Linked DNA regions of Rattus norvegicus: region 1 is linked to region 2. Evidence: chromatin contacts called from public Hi-C data. All regions are on one chromosome and are shown on one strand. The core of a region is the stretch at or near the end of the contact, and the rest is flanking DNA. Distances in the headings are between cores, read along the strand shown. Region 1 overlaps Bach2 (BTB domain and CNC homolog 2). Region 2 overlaps Bach2 (BTB domain and CNC homolog 2).

Region 1 (5,155 bases), core at 313-2,812, 130 kb before region 2:
AAAGGCAAGCACCCTAAAGAGTCAGTTGCCTTTCCTAGGGTTGGGTGAAAATTCTTTGTCAGGTTACTTCCTAGCTGTGAGCTTACTCCCTGTGGCGGTCACTGCTGAAGACTCCCAAAGGGCACTCTGCTGTGAAGCCTAGGTGGTGCGTGTGTTGCCATGACACCTGCAAAACTCTGACCCAAGACCAGGAAACTAGAGGGGAACGCATTACCCCACTGTGGGGTCAGGTCTGCTCTGAGCGTTAAAGAGGAGCCGCCAGGACAAATGGCTCCTTTTCAGGCTCTTGGGAAGGCTTCTGCCTGTGGGGCTGCATCTCTACTAGGCCTCTGATTATGTGGAGGGCTGCTCATTTCCCTTCTATAAGCTGTGGGTCACAGGCGCTCAGATCCTACATGGTGACTCAGCCGCACGGAGGGCATCAGTCAGAGGCACAGTGTTTGGGCATCACAAAAGCTGTGCACTCCTGGGGCCCTGGGGGATTTCTCTTTCCGCTGACAGTAGAGCCATCCTACTTTAGCTCCAGACGGTTATTTGCTTTCTCTCGGAAAGAAAACATGCGACGGCCCAGATACAGGGAGAGTCTAAAGGGCTTCCGCCCTAAGCACTACTGTATTTAAAGCCACCTAGACAGCAAACACAGACCAGGTAGATAGGATGGGAGGTTGGCAGGGGAAGAAAGGGAAAATCAACAACGGCAGTGTCAAAGTCCTTGGAGCAAAAGCAAAGGCCATATGAAATTTCATCAGGGCTGCCGCCATCCAGCTGTGTCTCTGGAAGAGGGTCAGTGGAGGAGAAAATAGTCAACCATACACCTTCTTTTCTATCAGGGGGAAGGGAACCCTCACTCCTGGGGGGTGGGTTTTGGTTTTTAGATCTGCTAGCCATACAGTAAGGAAGGATTTACATGGACCAGCAGGTGGGAGCACAGACACTTAACCATAATCCTTTGCTCTTTCCAAGCCAATGGGCATTCCTGAAGAGGAGGAGCAGCCCCAGGCCTTTGCAGAGGAATATTCTCACAAGCTTTTGTGTGCACAAATATTTCCCGCACAGGGCTGGAAACCAGGTAACGTGACAGGGCCTTGGAAGGCTGAACATTTCCCAGAAGGCTCATGCCTCTGCTCTTTCCTCAAGGAAGATTAGCACAACTTACACAATTGTGTTTTAGTCAATGCTCCTGCATAACATATCCTTCCGAACTGTACTTCTCATACGAGGTGTCTACTCTCCGGGTCCCTGGAGACTGCACAGAATACACAATATGACACAACGAGACATTCTGCCAACTCCAACGGTCACCGCCACCTGTCTGAGTGGCCCGCAGTTATATCCAGTGGGCTCTCTGGGCAGGGAGGCTGCACAGCTGTTGCACCTGCAAGGTTCATAGGTGACGAATCCCTTTAGTTGTGAACTGCTCTCGCTCTCCGTTAAGGCTCTGAGGAATAGCCACTGAGTCAGCAGGCCAAATGTGAAAGAGGGCACTACAGGCCACTGCTGTGGTTTGCACAATATGTTCCTGTTGGTCGTCCCAGTCTTGCCAAAGTGTTGACTCTTCCCCTGCCTCTGGAACCCACAGGAAGTGCAGGATTAGAGGTCATTTTCTCAGTATGAGACCTACGCTGCTCACCAGCAGTGCCCAGAGGAAGGTCAGGCTTTGTGGGAGTCCCAGCTCTTTAGCAGTGTGCGAAATAGATTCCTGCAGAGTAACCAGGGACCTTTTGACCTAGAGATGGCAAAGAGCAGAGGACCTTCTGAATGGTGCATGGAAAGCTAAAATCAGCTTTCTCAGCACATCTACAGAGAGATAAGAGAGAAAGCCTGGACCAGAGAGGCTGGGCAGGCTGCAGGGAGGCCTGGGATACAGTGCATCCTTCTCCTCAGACGGACAACTGCTTGGTAACGCCTGCCTACATCCTGTAGCCTAAGCCACTCTCCCCATTCCCAGTAAAATACAACTGAAACCCCAATTTCCTATAAAGAATTCAAATATGAGACACGAGAGGAACAGCTACCACTCCTAATGCTTGTACCGCCTTGGTGCGTTTCTCCACAACGCTTGCTCTGCACGGCTTTTATGGAACGATGTCAGGGACACCCTGCCCATCTCGTCCCACCAAGCTTTTAAACACACATTTCGCTTGCCCATTGCCTCTGGTTTGCTAGGCAGAGACTACTGCTACTGAAGAAGGAGGGTGGAGAAGTAGATTTGGAAGCAAAAGCCAAAACCAAGAATCTGTTTTCTCTATGAGTCCCAGAAGAGTGGACTGTGAAACCGTTCCTGCTTCTGTATTTATCAGACAGGAGCTGGAGCCACAGGCATACAGCACCAGGCTGAGTGTGCCCCTTGGAGACCATGGCAATGGTCTGGCTCTCCAAGACCAAGAGATGTTTCTGCACCACCGTCTTTCTGCTTGTGAATCCCAGGTATCCTGGGATTCACTTCTCAGGCCACAAGGAATTAGCTCTGTGGTCTCAGAGAATCCATTCTCTCTGTCCAAGACCGCTTGAGGTTCTGTGAGTCAGAGATGATACTTGATCCACTGGGCTTCTGGGTTTGCTAGGAAGAATAAAATCAGGGATCGCCTGGTGGCGAGGGGAGGTGTGTCTTTCCTTGTCATGTGACTTCCTCTTCCAGGCATAAAGCACTAGGAAATTCAAACACTGAGCATGTTCTAGACAGCATGGAAACATTGTTTTACTCACGAATACAGTTGACTCCTATGCTGCCATTCAAAGACATCTTTCTATTAAGCAGACCAAGTGCAGACGCTTGTGAAAACATTCTCCAGTCACTGAACCATAGACATAATTTTAAGAATCTTGCATGGAAAGCTATCAAGTCAGTTGGGAAGAAAAAGGGGTTCGGTGGGAGGGGGGAGGGGGATGAGAGGTGATAATTGGGGTTGAAAATGATCAATGTTTATGGTACGGTGGTACACACCTCCAATCCCAGCACTTGGAAGGTACAGGCAGGTTTCTGTGAGTTAGAGACTAGCCTGGTCTATAGATTCTGTTACAGAATAGCCAGGACTATGGAAAGAGACTCCCCTGCCTCTAAAAAAATACTGAAGTATATTATATTTGTGTATGAAATCGCCAGAGAATAATAGAACAATGATTTAAAAAAATATAAAAAAGAAAAGAAAAATGGCATCCACAGCTTATCCAAGTCAGCACTCTGGTGAGAAGAATTACTCATGGCTTCTCCGTACTATTTCACTGGTTGCTCTCCCCTCCCATCCCCTACATTTTGTTTTGTTTAGCACAGGTCCTTATTATAGTTATCTGCCACTGTACCTGGGCACTTTCATATATCTTTATTCCTTTCCAAATAACTTGCATGCCAATAAAGCAAGTCCAACTAGTCAGTACCTTTGGATAGGGAAACACACCATCTTCCTAGTGTTTCTTTATCAAACCCACAGCAGAACACTTTGGGAACTTACTCAGGCACGCACCACTTGGAAAATGATTGTGACTTTTGTTCAATTTTTTTAAAAAACAATATATATACATATATATTGTTTATATATATAATATATATGTATATGTATATGTATATATATATATATGACTACACAGTAGCTGTCCTCAGACACACCAGAAGAGGGCATCGGATCCCATTACAGATGGTTGTGAGCCACCATGTGGTTGCTGGGAATTGAACCCAGGACCTCTGGAAGAGCAGTCAGTGCTTTTAACCGCTGGGCCATCTTCCCCAGTCCTTGTTCAATTTTCAAAATCCGAAAGCAAACTTGTAAACATAAGGAGATGGCATGTCATATCCATTAGACAGACACACGGAGAAGAGCCAGTATTAGCAGTGAAGAAAAAACGTCTAATGGAGGGAATTCGAAACTGGTATGGCTGCCCTGGGAAATGGCGGAAGAGTCCCTCAAAGGCCACATGCAGAGTCACCATGTGCTACAGCAATCCCACTCAGAGGCACCTAGTGAATGAACTGGAAGCCTCCTCAAAACCCTTGCATGCAAATGCTCATGCCACCATTCTTCAGAAATATCCAGAAAGTAGGACCCACCAAACTCCTTTGGGCAATGAGGGATCAATAAAATGTGGCAGGGCTTAACAAAATATATTAGCCATCGGAAATGTGGAGGTAATGTGATGGGCATGTGTACCTATGGAAGGGATATATCTTGAAAATGATTTCCTATTTGAAAAACAAAACCCAAATACTACATACACACAGCATGTAGCATGTAGTTAGTGGTTGCCTGGTGTGGAGAGAAAGAAGCCATGAGGAGGACCTGCTCCTGGGGACAGTTCTACTGCTGGGACAAAGAAAACATGCTAGAGTCAAAAACTGAAGACAGTCGCATTACACTGTGAAAACATTAGACACACTGGAATTTTCATTCTAATAGGGTAAACTTTATGGTATGGAAATATTTCATTTAAAGATTTGTTATTTATTTAGTGTGTGTGTGTGTGTGTGTGTGTGTGTGTGTGTGTGTGTGTGTGTGTGTATAGCTGTTTTGCCTACTTGCATGTCTGGCCTGTGTACCATACAGTGTTTCACAGAGGCCAGAGTTACAGAAGACTGTGAGCCACCAATTAACGTGGGCGCTGAGAATTGGCCTTGGGTCCTCTGAAACAGCAGTCAGTGCTTGTAACTGCTGAACCAACTCTCCAATAGTTTAAGCTTTTTCAAGGCTGGGGAAGGGTAAAAAGAATGGGGTGGGTCTTTGTTTTATGAACTAGGAGAGTCATTTAACACGGTGATAGATTTTACAGAAGGTAAGATATGCTAACACTTTTCTTCTGGTCCAACGTTTTGGCTTCTTACAGAAGCTGCAGGGAAGCTGCATCACTTTGCCGACAGCTGCTTCAGAGAGGGTCCCTGAGCTGTCTGTCTCTCCTGGTTTACTTGGAAGAAAACACCTAAACCCCACCTAAGAGCACTACGGGCAAAATCCCAGATAGATGTGTATTTTTTTTAAACAGATCAGTTCAAGAAAACAAGTTAAAACATATGGGAATTCAGTGTACTTTTGGGACAGACCGTCTACCTAGGCCAAGTAACTCCTGAAGCAAGTCACTCACTCCTAGAGGGGCCATTATGCTGAAGGTGTGGGTGGTTCTGGGAAAATGAATCCCCTTACGGGGGAATGGGGTGAGGTTGGGGGAGCAG
Region 2 (5,424 bases), core at 1,007-3,506:
CTGTTACCAAAGAAAGTCATAGGTTCCAGAGTAGGCTAGCTTTATGTGAAAACAACCACGTTCTGAACCAAAATCTCTGTATAATGCTCGCCTCTGTTGTTTCTTAAGCAAGTCTCTCACTTATTTAAACACAGCCTCTGTCCTTCCTCTCTTCCCCAGGCTAACAGTCCACCCTCCCTCCATTGTGCACTGCATGCAGTGCTCACATGTGTGTATGCCCCTCTTTAAAGTATGGCCATAATATCCTTATAATGTACATAATAATGTAACCTGAGTGCTGTGGACACACACATAACTGCTTGGTCTCTGGAGCTTCCTGGTCACAATTAAGATACTACTTCCCCCAGAAAGCTACATAAAGGATACTTTGTATAATACCATGGCCAACACTCAGCCGGGCACTTGGTGAAGGGTGGCTTCTTTCCCAGAAGGGAGAAAAAGAATATGTCAATTAAGACATTGGCTATTAAACAAAATCCCAGTGGGAGATATGGGGTACTTTCTTACAAGTTGTTGATCAGAGATAACCCAGAGGCCCCCAAGACTGTGAACACAGGCTCTCGACATTCCTCTTGGGAGGCCACCAGAATCAGATGATGCCACCCTACTGTGGAGGACACCGCACATTTTGATCGAAAAAACGAGAGAGAGAGAGAGAGAGAGAGAGAGAGAGAGAGAGGGAGGGAGGGAGGGAGGGAGGGAGGGAGGGAGGGAGAGAGAGAGAGAGAGAGAGAGAGGGAGGGAGGGAGGGAGGGAGGGAGGGAGGGAGGGAGAGGGAGGGAGGGAGGGAGGGAGGGAGGGAGGGAGGGAGGGAGGGAGAGAGAGAGAGAGAGAGAGAGAGAGAGAGAGAGAGAGAGAGATCAAGCTGGAGAGAGAGAGGTCAAGCTGGAACTGGACTGGAAGCTTCCTCCGTGCTGGCAAGCACAGTGCTGCTAGAGAAGGAAAGTCATCAGTGCTTACCCAGCTGTGAACCTGTGAACCATGTCACCAGCCTCCTAGGCAAGTGACATTATTGTGCCACTGTTGCAATAATGGTGAAACTGTTATGGGGAGAGCTAGCTACTTTCCGACTGAATTTGAGCGCCCCCCCTGTAGGAGGAATTCACACTTAGTTTACGAACCTGGGCAAACTCCATGGTTATGTTGGTCATAGACCCAGCAGGGGAACTTACTACTGTTTGTTTTGCTAATTGGGCACAGCGTCAAACTGCACTCCCAATATTCATGCTAACACCCACAGATCAGCACGACTCTAAGCCTTGGTCAGAGAAGCTTCTGTCTGCGATGGGTGACAGTTAACGCAGGGACCCATCACTGGTCAGTGGGCTGAGAATGAGTGATTGTTGAATGTTCAGCCCTAAATGGGACTTCTATATCAATCCCTCTGAAACTCAGAGAACTCCAAGGAAGAGGAAGCAGGAAGATAGTAAGAGTTGGAGGGTGTGTAGTCTAGGGGGTGGGACATGGCCGTGGCACCAGTAACAAAAAGCAGCATGGCTACCCTCATAAAGATGAGCCTGCCAGTCCTCCCTCATGGACAGGAGGGAGGCTCGTAAGGCCTCGCCCCTCTCACAGGAGATGTAATACGTTCAAGGTCACATGGAGATGACAACCATATTCCTCCGTGGATACGCACTAGCGCACTGCTCTTGTGCAAGCAAATGATCTCACCCGTGTTCACCTCTAATCCAATGCAGTGTGTCTTACACACACACACACACACACACACACACACACACACACACACACGGAAGCATGGAAGGTAGGGGGGGACCTGAGGAGGAGAAGGGATTTGGTGATGGGAAGAGGCAGTAAGAGAGGATAACGAGGGGGCAGGGGGGCTTTGATCAAAGCACATTATATACATGTGTAAGATTATAAAAGAATGAATTTAAAGATGCTTCTCCGAGAAGATAACATGCAAAACAGGAGTCAGGCAGGTGGAGAGAGCGCACGATTTTCCCAGGCAGATGGAAAGGGTTTGGCAAGGACAAGGGAGCCGGGATGAGAAAATATGGTGGCACCAATTTTGCTTGTTGGTTCCTTCCCTCAGTTCTCCCGGACTTAACTTTCCAATCTTCTTCTGTCGGGGACGGGCACGCGGCAGTCGTCACGTTTGAAAGACGTATGAGTGGAGCTGACAGTCCCGTGTGACCTTTATTTGCTCAATCGAACACGAAATGGCAAACACTGGACTTGACAGCGGGTTTCAGACCCACTCTGTGCTACCTGGACGCACGCCCACTTCAGCGGACCTTCTGATCGGGAGAAAAGCAAACGTCACCTCAGGCATTGAATGGTGGTGAAAAGGTACTCAGGGTCATGACCTGCGGGGTCAGAGGTCAATGCTATCCCTCATTGGCTGACCTGGTAGACTTCCCTGAGCCTCTCTATTCAGCTGTGTCTGACAAGGAGGCATTTCGGGATTTTTGAAAAGTGGGTCAAAGGCAAAGTCATCTCAGGAGTGGTTTTTTTCTTTCTTTTTTCTTTTTTTCCCCCCAGTCTGGAGAGAGGACAAGCTTGGAGCCTTCCCTTTGCATTTCTGAGAGCTGCGCCACGGGATGAAGCACATTGTCACTTCCTTGCGCCTGCTTGTTCTCTGCCTGTCACTCTGCATTCAGCCGAGCCCACCTATTATATGAGAGAGCAAACATGTGCTCGCTCTGCCTTTAAGCCTCTGACAGGTGAACAAAGAAAAACACCTCTTAGCAGCCCTTCCTTTCGAAGAGAGAACAGAACTTTCGGTAAAGAACCCTAAACATCCCACCAGAAAGTCCCAAACAACCCTGAAAAGTGAGACTAAAACTACTAAAAGCTGACAGAGGGTAGCAAGCATTTCTTCCAGCCCACATTTGTCCTTCTAAAAAAAGCCAACCAACTACTGAAAAAAAAAAATCCCCCAAATGTATGAGATCTGACATCATTATCATATTTCCTGTCCTCACGTAGCTTATAAAAATGTGTCTGAGCTTTTCCCTGGCTCATTTACAAGGATGAGAAGGAGTAAAAAGGAAATGCCGCAGATGGCGGACGGGAGGGAGGGAGGGGCACTTCCATACTCTCTGTCATTTGTCTCCGAGGTAATTTATCTTGCTTGGGTGAGATTTCGGATTTTCTCAGAAGCACCAGTCGGAGGCTGGTGCCTCCTCAGGAGCCATGCCCCGGAGGCTCTCTCAGGGAGCTGCAGGTGATGAGAGATGCCTACGACTGTTTTTGTTGCTTCTCAAAGAGATCACCTTGGCTTCTCTCCGACCCTCCCAGAAGTGACTCTGCAAGGATCTGATCTGATCCCGATTTAGAGCTGACAGGTGGTACATGCATAATTAAAGATGACCTAACACAGAATGCGCTCACTCCTGGCATGTTATCAGACACTTAAGCAAAGCAATTATCAGGAGGCATCCTTCCTGTCAACAGAGATGGAGTCGAAACATTTCTTCAGTCAGGAGGAGTCTGCAATGGGTGCTGAATACAGGGATCCACAAACATGTTAAACTGGCAGCCAGAATAGTTTAATCGTATGTTTAATACTGTGACAGAGCACCTCTGGCCAGTCAACGTATGCGCCCCACCCTCGTCACATATTCCATATCAAAACTGAGACAATTCTGGGGTTCTGCCAGAGACACTGGCCTGAGTTAACAAGGGTGTAGGTCTATACACCAGGCCTCCCTTAAAGGCTCAATGCATACATAAAAACAGGTTCAACACTAAAATGTGTTCAAAGCAGGACTTCTCCTTCCCCATCCTCCAGCAATGCCACAGTGTTCAGAGAATTATCATCAAGCCCTAAAGCCTCATTACGAATCTAAGCAACTTAAAGTACCCCTTTATTCATTTGGAAGAAATAAATATTATTCAAAGAAAGGAGAGGGGTGGGTGAGATGCTCAAAAGGGACCTGCTGTCAGTCCTAACATCCGAGTTCAAGCCCCACGTCCTACATGGGAGAAGGACAGAACTGACTCCTGCAAGTTGTCTTCTGACCTCTCTGCATGTGTTCAGTGACATGTGCATGTGTGTGCACAGCATGCACACACACACACACACACACACACACACACACAGAGTGTAAAAAAAAATCAAAGAAAGAAGGCTTTCTTTTACCAAACAGATGGAGTTTCTACTTCAGGTAAGGAGGGGCGGGGAGACACGATTCAACGGAGCACTGTGATTTCTATAAATTATAGTTTGCACTTATATAAAGGAATGCACTTTAGTGTTCCTTAGAACAGAAATTGTCTGAATGCCATAGTGAGACAAGCAACTTTCCTCTCCTAAAGGGCTGTTGAGAAGGTAACAGGCATTGGAACCCAGGCAGAAACTGCCTTCCCCGAGACAGAGAACTTCCCAATGTTTGCAGTGCATAGTTCCCCACATCTCACAAGAGGGCTCATTGTTTAAATGCTTGCGTCCTTAAGTCATATCTGAACAATGTCTTCACTGTCCACTGTTACATGCCTGTGGGATCTCTGGTGGAGGGACTCTGTCCTTTGCATGTTTTCCTCTCTCATCTGCAGCAGTGGGGACCCAGGAACACAGCCATGCAAGGCAGCAGGTGTCACAGCACGAACACTGGCGTGGCAATATGAGTAAGGTGCTGGTGTGAGTAGGTTGACATCTGATGATGAATCCTGGTCTACAGAAGGTGCCGCTAATGCAGCCCTCAGAGGACAGCTGAGGAGTCGCTGGTGAACCAGGACTTCGACGGGACTCATTGCCTTGCAAGATGTGCCTGACTCAGAAGCCAGTCCATTCAGAATATTAGGGAGGAAACACCAGGTGTCCTTGGGGAAAACAGAATCAGGTGGCAGGTAGTGGGATCGTTAATGGGAGCTTCAGCAGGACGCAAAGCCCAGCTTCATTATATTTCTGGGAGCCAAGAATAGGTTCTGAATGAGTACAATCCTCCACAGACCTATTCCTCCTTAGGAGCTCCCCCTGCTCCCTTTCCAATTTTAATGCAAGAGAAAGAAGAGAGAACAGTCAGACCTGGGTAGGGCAGTGGGAACAAAGGAGGCTCTTCAGAATGGAGAGAAGCTAAAAGCATTTTAGATGCTGTCAAAGCTCTTTCACCAGGGTTCAGCTCACAAGAGCCTCTGGGTTGTCACCAAGAAGCCAGGAAAAAAAAGCCATGGAGTCACTTTGTGGTAAACACCAAGACACACACACATACAATTTCCCTGCTGATGCTGTGGACAGAAGGAGCGCACAGATACAACGTGCGTTGAAATGAAACATGATGGAAACAGGGACATGGCAGTGCGGCCGAGGCCAACTTCCCACACAGTAGCTGATGGGTAAGCGGACTGTGAGCCCAGGCTTCACGATGGCTCACCATGTGAAGCTTTTACACAGACGTCGCTTTGGAATCACAGGCTGACACCCACACCCGTGCATGGTGGGGATGGAGCCCAGGGCCTTCC

The links. A called contact is a pair of places that touch in the nucleus more often than the background predicts.
Region 1: a contact with region 2 is called in a Hi-C map of hepatocytes, with 1.7 times the contacts expected there. The contact joins two enhancer-like sites. A contact is called at or near these places in 4 of 12 Hi-C or Micro-C datasets (hepatocytes, kidney, liver and 1 more).

What each region holds. Positions count from the first base shown.
Region 1 is chr5:51,760,283-51,765,437 of GRCr8, reverse strand. All of the region lies in intron 4 of Bach2 (BTB domain and CNC homolog 2), which reads right to left. Among named protein-coding and RNA genes, the nearest start is that of Gja10, 35 kb to the left of the region's middle. Within about 2 kb of position 1,562, at least 5 of the 93 cell types and tissues checked have an H3K27ac peak or open chromatin away from gene starts, as enhancers often do. A contact at or near this core is called in hepatocytes, where this site is marked.
Region 2 is chr5:51,630,088-51,635,511 of GRCr8, reverse strand. All of the region lies in intron 2 of Bach2 (BTB domain and CNC homolog 2), which reads right to left. Among named protein-coding and RNA genes, the nearest start is that of Bach2, 120 kb to the right of the region's middle. Within about 2 kb of position 2,256, at least 13 of the 93 cell types and tissues checked have an H3K27ac peak or open chromatin away from gene starts, as enhancers often do. A contact at or near this core is called in hepatocytes, where this site is marked.